2 separate regions of the Gossypium hirsutum genome follow, and region 1 is linked to region 2. A link is a contact called in public Hi-C data. All regions are on one chromosome and are shown on one strand. Each heading gives the region's core, a stretch centred on a gene start, on an enhancer-like site or on the middle of the called end of the contact. The rest is flanking DNA. Distances are from core to core; before and after follow the strand shown. Region 1 holds the start of LOC107890817 (aluminum-activated malate transporter 9). Region 2 holds the start of LOC107890834 (LEAF RUST 10 DISEASE-RESISTANCE LOCUS RECEPTOR-LIKE PROTEIN KINASE-like 1.2).

Region 1 (6,589 bases), core at 3,384-5,883, 140 kb before region 2:
CTTATCTCACGTTAATTACGTAAATAGTTAATTAGATAAATAAAAATTTGCTTTTAAATTTTACATTTTCATTTTAAGATAATTATTTAATGAAACCTTTTTCATTTTAAATTTAATTTTTAAGATAAATATTATGAATATAATTTGAAACTAAATATTTATATATTTTTAATTTTAAAATTCACTAAATATTTTAACAATTAAGTATTTAGACGAGATTTTCAAATTCAAATTTTTTAAATATTAGATGTTATGGTTTCTTTTCCCAATTTTTTAATTTAAATGAATAAATAAATATTTTTCATCCTATGTTAATTGGATAAATAGTTAGATAAATAGAAATTTAAATATTTGTTTTTTTAACTATATATTATCTATAATAAATTGTTAAGTGAATATTCTAAAATTTGTGTCTAAAATAATGTTAGTATTTGGTACATTGAAGTATATTTTTTTTATTACCAAATATTTTCCCTTAAAATAAACAGTTAATTAAATAAACAAAAATATGAAAAAGAAAGTTAATTTATTCATCAATTTTAAGTTATATAAATAAATTATTTATTCAATTATCTTCAAAAAAGAAAAAAAAACTATAAAAATTAAATAGATAAAGCATACCACCACTTGTGTTATATTATATGTCTGTTGATATATGATTTGTATATTTTGTTAGTTTTAAAATCAAATTACTTTTAAAAGCTCCTGCTCTTTTTGACACAATGACTAAAAGTATCCATAGTCCATCCCCAACCTATAAATAAGAAGATAATATATTTTTACTCATGATAATTTTTAATTCTCTTAAGGCCCAAAATATTTGATTTACCCGTATTAGGCTACCCACTCGGCCCAATAGACTAGATCTACCTGTACCGAGATTTAAACAATTCACTTCGTAAATTAATTCAGCTGGACTTGACCGAATTACTATTTATTAATAAAAAATATTTCTGTACCAAAAGATGATTATTTAAATTTAGTTGTAAAAACAATCTTAAATATTTTAATTTTTGAGCTGGTTAAGCCAAACCGTGACCTGACCAGTGATCAAAACTACTGACGAAGATACAACTTCGAATTTGTTTGAATTCAGGCAAGCTCAATAAAATATCACCTCAAAAGAAGCAATGATGATGTCTGCATTGACCGAAAATGTCAGCAATTAACGACCGATGCAGCTCACCAAAAGCCAACTCTTAAATATACCGAAAAGAAAAGAGTTAACCCTTGGATGCTTGGGAAGCCATTCAAAGCAGCATTGAAGTGATACCAGGGGAGAAATGGGATCAAGGACAATAAAGAAAATCATAACATTCTCCACCTCATAACCCGAAAACAATGGCAGTTTCATGTTGTACTTCTCGAATAACAAAGATCGAACCCGTCTAAAACTCGCTGCTTCGAATGGACTAGTTTTAACATGGATTGATGGATGATAACATAGAAGTCATGGCTAAAGCAGTTGCAGTTAGAGGTCAAAATGTTTACCCTACAACCTTGTACACTGTCGGTTTAAGTCGAGTCTGGCTAAGACAGCAGTGTTCACTTCACGTTCCATTCCATTCTATCAGATCCGATCTCATTAAGTTATAGAACATTATATTGGGAAGAGACTTGTTAAAATCCTACATGTTGAGGTCCAGATCTTAGGCTGTAACGCCGGCTTTAGGCTCCAAGCAATTCCATTTCCTACTTTTCTAATTCTTAACTACTATGTTTTATGCAAATTCTAAAACTTCAGGCTTCTAAACAATTTGGACCAAAAGCCAATGGACTCTCTTGCTGCTGCTGCTGCTGGTAGCTCATCAGGTTCCTTAAAGGTTGCTTTCTCACTCAGCTCTTCGAATGCATCGACAACATTTTGCAACCTTACAACGAATTCAATCAAAAGTGAAGTAAATGTTGCCAATGACAATGCACTTGCATTCTCATATGTTTTTGACTCTTCTGGAAGTTTCTTTGCATCGGGGTTAAACGTAGGGCATGCTGACCATGATATCTGTTGCTTAAGTAAATCTTCAGAGGGTGTGCCAGGAGAGACAATGGGGTTGACATCCCCATTGGTATTGAGGTAATCCCAATTATTTGGCATGGAAACTGATCTGAGATCAAGTACTGCTTCACTAAAGGACTTATAACCCAGGAATTTGTGTTCTTCACCATCCGAGCTAAGAAAATCCTGGGGCTCTAATAGAATCTGTGGTCGGTTCCCAATTTCCCAACTTTCGGCATTGACAAGGAGGTATGATTTCCGATCAACTTTCTTTTGCAACTCTTCTGCAGCTTCACTTACTTCACATAGAATGTCAGTATGACCCAATTTCTCCATCCTTTTTACTTTGTTCCCTAGCTCACGCAACACTCTAGCACCTTCAGTGCCTACCCTCTGAAGTTCTTGACTGAAGACTTGTCTCCGTTCCGGTGGAGCCTACACATACAAATATTATTATTCAAAATACATGAACCCATCTCTTTTTTAAGAAAACAAATTAAAAAAGTAGCAATTACAATGGTCAACAAGGGGAAGAATTGTAACGGATAATCATCTATCAGTAAACTGTGATTCTCAATAAACATACGTATACCTATGTCTTGATATGCGTTGGATATGGATGTGCTTAAAGAAAACTGAAGAGTCAAAGCAACATAGCAATAAACCTGGTGCTAAATGAATAACTGCTAAATGAAAAAAGGGAAGCCAATGACTCAGGGATCCTAGTGCCACACTGCTATAGAAAAAACAATGCAGGAAGAATGTGGAATTGACCATCAATTGCATACATTCGAGATAGGTATGAAAAAGTACCTGTATTTCTGAAAGTATACAGCCATGTAATGCCATGACCATGAATGCACAATGCCTCAATGCTCCACTTACTTTGACATAATTCTTCCACGGGTAACCAAGTGACCTGTATGGACCATGCGGTGGTTCCCAGATGGCAAAGCCCAACTTTGCATAGGAACAGAAAAAGAAGGAAAAACGGAATAAATACAACAACATGAAAATTTCAAGTACCAAGTTCAAGATGCAACAAAAGTACAACAAAAATTACCAGAGCTTCCTCCTGACTCAACGATTCCACAGCTGATCTGTAGCCACTGTAAACCGGGTCATCTGAAGCTTGATAAGTTAGAATTTTCGAAGGGACCCGTTTATATTCAACGCAGTTAAGGTAACCTTTAACACATCCTGATCAAATGTGGAAGTAAATAAGCATGAGAATGATAGATTACTTTTGAAATTCGTAGAGATAAATAAGTAAACATTAGATGCATATTAACCTTCTAAAGAATTCGCCACACTCATGAAATTTTTAGCCACCGAGTTGTGCAGATCCTCACCGGCCCAGATGGGGTAAATGCCTATATTAACAACTAAACTAACACTGGCACCAAGTGCTATTAGCAAAAATCGCGTCACTGCTGTATGGACGAATTCCCCTGTCCTATACCCGGATACCGTTATGAAACAATACGTCAACGTGAACACGCGGAAACCGTACTCGTAAGGCTTCATTGCTGGGTACAGTTTTGCATAAGTTGAAAAGAATCCTGGTAATGTGTGTCATGTCAGAGTAAACCTACGAGTAACTCGTAAAGATACTACTAATTAACAGCATACTACATGAGAGTTGAAACACAACTGATGACCACGAAACCCAACCTATTATAAAGATGCTAAGAACAATAACAACTTCTTCCCATTCTCCAGCCAATTGGGACAATTCAGCCATACCCAATGCAAGACCTCCAGCTGATAATGTCCCTAGCCCACGGTTAAATCCTTTGCTAAGAGTTGCCCCTACAGGGGAAAAAAAACAATTATGGTATTAATTCATTCAGAGTTTCTATTTGTTTAGTTTTAATCAATTACGGTGTTATTTTCAGTTCATAAAAGCAATTATTCCAACCATAAAAGAAGGAAATAATAAAATCATTAAAGAAACCAGGGGATGTATGTTTTCAAAAACCAAGACAACAATAAATAAAGAAATGAATAGAAGCATGATTAAGAATAAAATTACGTACCTATACTAAATTCAAAGACGACAACAACAGTAAGAATAGCCCAAACAGAGTGTTCACTGAGCTCCTTGATGGGTTCTTTCAAGAAGATAAGCAAAGAAATAAGCATCAATGCAAGACCCACCTTGGCAGAGAAAACAATCTTTCTGGGATCCGATATTCCCATTTGCCATGCCTTGCGTGCAACATCTTGAACCTTTTTTGAGAACCCAGTCACTTTGTCGCTTACCAACCTGTAAGAAAAGCATATTTTCCCTTGCTCTTCTTCTTCCTCGTACAGTCCCAGCACTGGGTACCCCTTTGTTCTCCCCTTTTTCTCTAGCAGGGAGTGCCTAAACGAACCCAACTTGGCAGCCATTAAGAAACAGAAACTTGTTTTTCTTTTTTTACATATGGTTCATAAAATATGAATACAGAGCGTGGGGAGAATTTTTCTTCTCTGGAGGAGAATGGATTCAAATTTTTTTTAAAGAGATGATGGAAGGGTGACGAGAAGCAGGGAAGTAAGAGGGAAGGGAGGGGAAAAGTATGAGACGGCATCGTAAATGCCGAACCTACCGATCAAAGTAGGAATCAGTGGAAAGGTCTTTCAAAGTTTCAACCGTCCATTCCCATGTGGGCCGCCATTCCAACGATCATTATAAAACAAATATTTTTTCCTTTTTGAAATCAAATAATTATTTAATATCCATGTTTTTAGTTGATGGGGATGTCTTGTCTTTTTTCCAACATAAACTCCACCCAGTTTCAACAACTCGAACAATCCGAATGGTGAAGAGGCAATGTGGATCTGAAGGAGGTTAATCTAGTATTTGGAGGACCACATATAATGGTGTCTCATAAATAGACGGGTTGTGGGTTTCGAATTTCATATCCTTTGGTGGGTTTTAAGAGTAGGATAACCACGACCAAATATTACTATTAGAATTTTAATTTCGCAATTTGCACGAAAGGTATTTTAAGTATTTGCTTTCAAAGAATACAGTACATCACAGGTTAATGGATGGTCTATAATTGAGGGGAGGCTATTTGTTTAAAGTTTAACTCCTCAAATCCAACAGTTTAGTTAAATTATATCGACGGACAAGATGAAGTTTATCCTTACGTGATTTGCAAAATTACATAATTAAATTAAATTTAATCTTATCATGTATTATTTTCTTTAATATTTTAAGGTTAGTTTCCTTGCGAATGTAACCTAACTTTCCATATCTTCTTCATTGGGCTACTAGGCTTCTTCAACAATTTTTTAAATCGAGTTCGTTCTCGTAGGTCAAATAATCTCCATCTAATCGTTAGACCTTCATGGGATACATTTTATGCGATGGTCACCAGCTTTATATCTTGGCCTATGACACAAGGACAATGCTTCATGGTCCTCTATGATTTTAATTTTGAAAGAGAAGAAAATTTTGAGAAAAAAAAGTAAACTTTTTTGTATTATACTTGTATATATATTTTTCTTACTTGATTGCCTTCCATCAACAAAAACATCTTTTATGTATTCTTAATATTTCATTTGAAAATTTTGGAAAAGTTTAAAGTTTTTATGTATTTTTATATTATTATATTTATTTCCCATAATATTTTTATATTTTATGTAATTATAATGTTTTTGAAATTTTAAAAATTAAGGTCATATTGATAGAATGTGTAAACGTTAATAGTTGAAATTATTGAACTTTTTAGTATTATGATCAAATTAATAAAATATATAAATTTTGAGAACTAAAATTATTATGCTGTTAAAAATCAGCCACAGTTAGTGTACTAAGTACTAGCTCTATATAAAATTTCAAAACAATTTACAAAAATATATATATAACAATTTATGGTTTAAATATGATAAAAGTCCCTCTACTTTTATGAAATTTAAAATTTAGTATTTGTACTTTAATTTTGAGAGGTGTAATCCCTATACTTTCATATAATTTTATAATTATAAAAAAAGGTAAAACAACTTTTTAAACCCTCAATACTTACAATTTTTGTCAATTTGGTCTTTATTGTTTAAAAGTACATAAAATTATAAAAATTAAAAGAGTCTATATTTGCAATAAAAAATCCTAAAATGGTTTAAAATAATGATCATATCTTAAAATTTTTATTTAAATGTTAAAAATATTACAAAAAATATATGTAATTTACTTATTGGATGATAAGAAGATATCTTCAAAGTTTGAGTTATTCATTCAATCAGTATTAAATTGGATTTTAATGTAAATTTTGAATAAGATTAAAAATTAAAAATACTAGTTCAAATTCAATTTTAATATATATTGAATGAATAACTCAAATTTTGTAGAGATTTTATTACAATTAAAGATGCAAATAACACATTTGTTAAAAAAATTGGAAACTTTTTTGTATTTTTTATAATTTAATGAATTTAAAAGAATAGTATTTTTATTTTTTGAATTGTAAATATTTTTTATTTCTTCATATGTTTATGGAATATTTTTAATAATTTTGTAAATTTTAATTTTTAGGACTTTTTGAAAATATAAAAACATAGATTTTTAAATATTTTGTACGTAGGGATAAAAGTTGAGGATTA
Region 2 (6,309 bases), core at 3,569-6,068:
GAGTCCCTAGACAGGGTTTCAGTTGCTATTGCTAAGGTGATAAAAAAGACAGAAATGATGTAAAGTTTATCAGCTTTTGTGGATCCATTTGAGGAGAAAGCAATAAGGGATGACATGAACTAGAAATGGGAAGAAGAAGAAGAAAAAGCAGTTGAAGGGAACTGGATAGAGTTAATGGTGTTTTAGCTTTTAATTGGTGAATTGATTGTGATTGGATTTTGAAAAGGAAAAGAAGACAAAACAACAATTAAAGCAAAGACAAAGATATTGTTTTTATTTTTCTTGCACAACTTCCTACCTAGATTGACCATCCTACTACGTTCAAATCTATGGTGCGGTTTGCTTGATCTCATGCATCCATTTAGGGGAACTCTATGGGCCAATAAACTATACATATTTTTCAAATGGCTCTTACCCTCTAAATTCTAAAAGCTTCAATGGAAGCCAACTTATGCTTAGAACTCCACTATCAAATAAAGATAACCTTTGTTATTTAAACTTCCCCTTGTAGTTGGCTGAAAAGGAAATCTCACTGACATGAACGAAAACTAGTCTATACCTACCCAATATAAAATGGTATAGAATAAGTTAAAAGGGTGGGGCGGGCACTTCTTTATACATACATAAAATTAATAGAAAACCAAAGGATTTGGTCGTTGAACAAAAAGAGGATCACTTGTGCCACACCTTCCGATTGCATTCCATGTGGGAAACGATGGGTCTAAGCATGTGTTTCATACTTGTCAACCTAAGTAAGAAACTTGAGGAGTGTGTGAAAATAGCATAGGTTTGATATTGGCCAAAAGAAAATTGGGAGAAATTAAGGAAAAAAAGTTGGGTGTAATTAAGAGCTTCTCTCTGGGGACAATTGACGGATTCAAAAATTGGAGATTAATGGAAGCAAGAACAAGTTTTTAAGGTGGCCCGCCATGGAACTAACAGTCAAAAAGAACTGCAACATATTAAGACCAAAAGCTAGTCTCTTATAGGCCATAAAAAGACACCAGCAAATGGCTTCCTACATGGAAAGGAAGGTCTCCCTGTGAGAAAGGAAGAAGTGAAAGTTGAAGGAACCAAGGTCAATAGTTTTAAGTGAAAGGGTTCCTATATTTAGTATTGCAAAGCTAAGGACATTAACTTTTCAAAGAAAAATACACCGTAGAGTTTTCCATGAGACTGAAAGAAAGAGAAAGCTAAGTGGTTGTTAATAAACGTAATGTGACCGATCCAATGGTTGAGAGAGCCTAACGTGGGGTTTTCATTTGAAGCTAGAAATCATCAATTACTTCAGACATCCACCGTTGGAATTCAATAAATTCACTAAAATTTCCCATTTGTTTTTGTACAAGTATCCATATTTGAAGTGTTCAAAACACTGACATTTTCATATCCCAACTAATATAGACTAATTTTAAAGGGAAATTAATATATAGTAGAAAATGATAGTAGCTTAAGCTTCAAATACACCTACTTTATCTAGATATAAAACGCTAATTCATCTGCAACTAAGAACTGTTGGAAGACCAAGTCCAACTTCAAAGTAGTTGGTTTAATTTCACATTAATTCTTTATCTTTTACCAATCACTATGTGCAAAATTTTAGTATATATTATTAACTTTTTCGGTATAAAAAAATCCACCAAATTATGAATAAGGGAAGAAATTGCAAATTTTTCATCAAATATCATATTTATTATATACCTTTCTTATATGAATTTATATATATATATCGCAATATATTTTACTGTTACACTCCACATTTATTAATATATTTATATTTTCTTTAAACCAAACTAACATTAATTTTCTTGTCCCATTATGTCTATATATCCCACTAATTGCCATCAATATCAGAAGCAAATCTGACAATTGACAAGTAAATAAGAAATTGATAAGAGAAAAATAAGGATTTAGTCTATATACTTTAATTTTTTATTTTTAATTTTTATATTTTTAAAATTTTAAAATTTCAATTTTTTTAAATAATAGCCATTAAATTGATTGAGTTAAATTCTACTATCTATAAATCTTGTGCAACAATCATATTATTACATGTGTAATGCAATATTAGTTTTCTATTTCCACATACCAGGATTGAAATTTCAAAACTTTAAGAAGTATAGAGACTTAAAATGATCAAATTGGAGAATAGAAATTAAATTCACAACTTATATATACTACGGAATTAATAGTAGAATTTGACCTAACATTTTTAAATGCTTCTATTTAAGTTAAAGATTAAAATTTCAAGTTTCGAAATGCACAAAGATTAAATTTGATCAAATTAGAGTACAAAAACTAAATCGATAATGTAGGTATAATATAGAGAACCGAAAGATACCATAAGACCCAAGTGAGAGGAAATGGGGGAAGAACAAAAAGAGGAATTAATGGATCTCCACCATGACTATTCATTGGTCTAATGATTCACCATGATTTCGGGTCAATAACCCCAATCACTACTAACTATATTTCTGTTCTTTTCAGAATTCATCATCATAAAATGTTTATTTACTCTGATTTTCACTCTATTTTTATGGTGCTTGCAATGCCCAATAGGCCGGATGAACAACTGGACAAAATATCATCCAACATACAGTCTAGTTTCTATTTATGCAAATTTAGTTTTAATTTTAAAGCTCGAGCAGAATTCGAAATAATAATTGAATTGATTTTTCTCATCTAAATTAATTCAATTTATTTTGTTTATTTAGTGAAAGATATATTCAATTTCAAATTTAATTATTTATAATTAAGCTCAAAACTAAACTAAATTTTATCCATATTAATTAAAATAAAGAAAAAAAAAGCTAAATTAAACTCATTAGTTACTACTAAATATTTAAGTTTCACTTGTTAAATAATTCGATTCTAATTTAATAACGACTTTACGATTTCTAACTTTGAAAAAAATACTACAAAGAAGGAAATTTTATTCAACCAAAAATCACTTATAAGTTTCCAAAATATTTATTTTGAAGTTTTATTTAATAAAATAAGTTTCGGATTTCATCCTTCAACAACCCCTAAAAATATTCAACAGCACTTTAAAACCCTTTGAATGTCACCCTGTCTCAAGTGTGATGACATCTCAAAGGAAATAGAGGGTGCATTAGACCTCAGTTGCTTACTCGGCCTCAAGGGTCCAATTAGTCAATATTCTACATGTGAATTTAAGCACAATGATAAACTATTTATTTCTTTATATTTTTAAAATAATTTTTTAATAGTTTTTATTTATTATTTAACATAATATCAATTATAATGAATTTTATTATTTAATATAAATATAAATTTAATTGTCTTTATACTTTCTCACTATAATTCATCTAAGCGTTGGTTTTCTAAATATAAAATATATGTCGCTACTCATTTTAATTATGACTACAATACTCAATCTAATTGTTTTCGCTGTTTTCAGTTTCATCACTATGGATATCACTATAACATAGCATTCATCTCTACTACAAGTAACATCAAGATCCCATTGCTTAATTTAACACTAACCTAACTAAGAGAGTTTGTTAGAGTCTAATGGAATGTTAATGTACGAATTAGTGAGTGATCAGCTGCTCTTATACATGTAATTAGCTGACACGTATATGGTCAATGGCCCCTAATTTGGGCATTAAGTTCACTAAGAAAAATAAGGTACCATTTTAGTTATCCAACATTTCGGAATCTAATAGTGGACACTTGACTCCAACTTTTTTACCACACCTAAGACAACTTGGTTAGAAGATACGCGCTTTGACCCTATAGCTGGCTAAGCTTGAATATGAGTGATGGCTGCTTACCAGCTCTAGTTGTACAATGTAGACTGGAAAAATTAAAGGAGAAAACACTATTCACAGCACAGATTGAGTAAGGTTAAGGAGGTTAGGGATTTACGGGATTTTAGCAATCAAATAGATGTGAACTGATTAGAGGAAGAGATTGATTGTGCGTACCAGGATGTTTGCAGAGAGGATATCGAGATGAGGCCATGTTTTCGCATAAACCTTTCTGCATCTTGCATTTCTCGCAGAAAAGGTCAGCCAAAGGATAGAACACATCAAATCCCAGTTTCCAACCCTCAGAGTCAACGTTTCCCAGCCCCCTAGACTGCAGTTGTTGGAAAGCGCTCTCATTAACCTGAACTTGGATAGGGCGGCCATGGCAAGAGCCAAGAAACTGTTCATAAGAACCTCTATCCACTAAACCATCTGCATAGACTGGAACTAACTCTTGGCCGCACCGGAAATGTGCTGGAAATGATGAATTGCAATTGTAAAAGAAGGTAAGGTTGTGGTTTTTATCGGAATAGCGCAGGAAAGAGTATGCCAGAGTCACATTTGAAATACGACTGGGATCTGAACTACAAACTTGATCCCACAAATCCTCCCTAGCGATTGTCATTCTATAAAGAGGCTGATCCACGGAAACCAATCGGAATTTAGTCTCGCCAATACGGATGACTGGCTGATGATTATCTTCACATTCGATCACCTGGAAGCCGTCTTGGCGACAATATTCAGGGCTATCCTCTTTCCAAAAGGGGAACACCAGGGCCTTTACGCTTCCACAATCAAAACCATTAAAACACTGCCTAAGACTGGGTTCATCTTGGGTGTATGATACTGGGAGGAGGAAGATGATAAACAACAACAAAGTGAAGATGGAGATGGAGATGGAAGGGGTTGAAATGCAGGGTTGATGATGCATTTTCTTTTTCAATTTCTGAAGAGGGAGGAACTGACTAATAAAACCCGGAAAATTATGCAGTATTTCTACGATTAAAATGTAAAATAAATTATAAAGTGGACTATCCCATTTGACCAAATAAGAAAATTTGGTTTGTTAGACTTTTCTATGAAAGAGAAAGGAAGAGCTCATAAGAAAGGTTATTGACTTTGACCTTTTCGATGGTTAATCGAGAAACGCAATGCTTACGAAGCAACGTCGAAATTTCATCTACATCATCTCATCAAATATAAAATATGATAAAATAAATAATATTCATCTTATTGAAAACACCAAGTAATTACAATAAAGACAAAATGAGGATGAAAACTGCAATTCTAAATATGTATGGGATGGGAGCTTCTTCTGTTTGTTAGGGAGCTCAATACATTTTAATAAAGGCTTTAGTTTGTGAACTAAGAAAAGTGGGATTAAGAGAGATTTCTTTCTGTTTGAGGCCCTAATTGTTGGGAATTGGTTTTACAAAAGATGATTAATGAACACTTTTCAGCTAAAATGTTTAAATGTACAATATATATATATTAATATAAAACATTAACATGCTTAAAATCAATGATAGATGAATGAGAAATTGTTCTCAAACGATGGAAAAATTTATAATTCCACCTATAAATTTGTCTTATAATTTCAGCTATACGCTTGTGATGCGAGTCCGTGTTCATTTAATATGATAATTCATGAACTACGAACATACGTGAATATTATAATATACCTTCAAAAAATGAATATCATAATATACGTTCATGAATTAAATATTATTATGTATCAATAATTGTCCACGTATTATATTTATGAGTAAACTATAAAAATAGTTATTTTTGTTTGTATTAGATTACGTTTTAGTTACTTACGTTATCTTTTCATTACGAAGTGGTCACTCTGTCGTTAAGCTCTGTTACCTCCCTAATAGCAACCCTACGTGGCGGTCCAAATGGATTTTAAATGTCAACTTGAATGTTCGACTAAAATGATAATAGGTTTTTAATTAAATAAATTTAATTAATTAAAATTTTAAATTAATTATGCCTTGAATTGAAAAAGAAAAATCGTTTGTCTCTTTTTTCTTTTAATTTTCTTTTCTATTTTGACTGAAAAATCTATTTTCATCCAAATTAGCATTTAAAACCTATTTGGATTGTCATGTAATATTACCATTAGGAAGGTAACGGAGCTTAACGGCAGAGTGAATACTTCGTAACAAAATGATAACGTAAATGACTAAAATGTAATTTGAAAAAAAAAGTGATTATTTTTATAATTTATCTTATATTTATTTATGTATCAGAAAAATGACTCACAATTTATATCACCCACACTATTGAAGTTCATAAAGTTTACTTTATTTGTCATTGGGTTTCTAAGTTTTTTTTGGACATATATTATATTATCGAAAATTGAGTAAAATTTTAAGTTGATGGATTTTTAAAATAAATATAATTTTGAAGTGTTATTAAAATCCTGAAAGTACTTTCAAAAATAATCTTAAAAATATCGACAATTTCGTCTTGAAGATAACCTTAAAAATACTCAACAAATATTTTTTTTATAATTATATTTTATTTCAAC

Evidence for each region. A called contact is a pair of places that touch in the nucleus more often than the background predicts.
Region 1: a Hi-C map of leaf shows a contact between it and region 2, with 1.5 times the contacts expected there. The contact joins the promoter of LOC107890817 here to the promoter of LOC107890834 in region 2. A contact is called at or near these places in 2 of 34 Hi-C or Micro-C datasets (both in leaf).

Annotation. Positions count from the first base shown.
Region 1 is chrD09:47,952,409-47,958,997 of Gossypium_hirsutum_v2.1, reverse strand. It overlaps LOC107890817 (aluminum-activated malate transporter 9), which reads right to left and starts at 4,633. Exons shown (of 6, transcript XM_016815388.2): 1 at 4,036-4,633; 2 at 3,671-3,808; 3 at 3,289-3,558; 4 at 3,060-3,196; 5 at 2,810-2,956; 6 at 1,070-2,431. The coding sequence starts at 4,390. The coding sequence ends at 1,733.
Region 2 is chrD09:47,810,760-47,817,068 of Gossypium_hirsutum_v2.1, reverse strand. LOC107890834 (LEAF RUST 10 DISEASE-RESISTANCE LOCUS RECEPTOR-LIKE PROTEIN KINASE-like 1.2) reads right to left here and starts at 4,818. Exons shown (of 4, transcript XM_016815409.2): 1 at 3,951-4,818. The coding sequence starts at 4,704.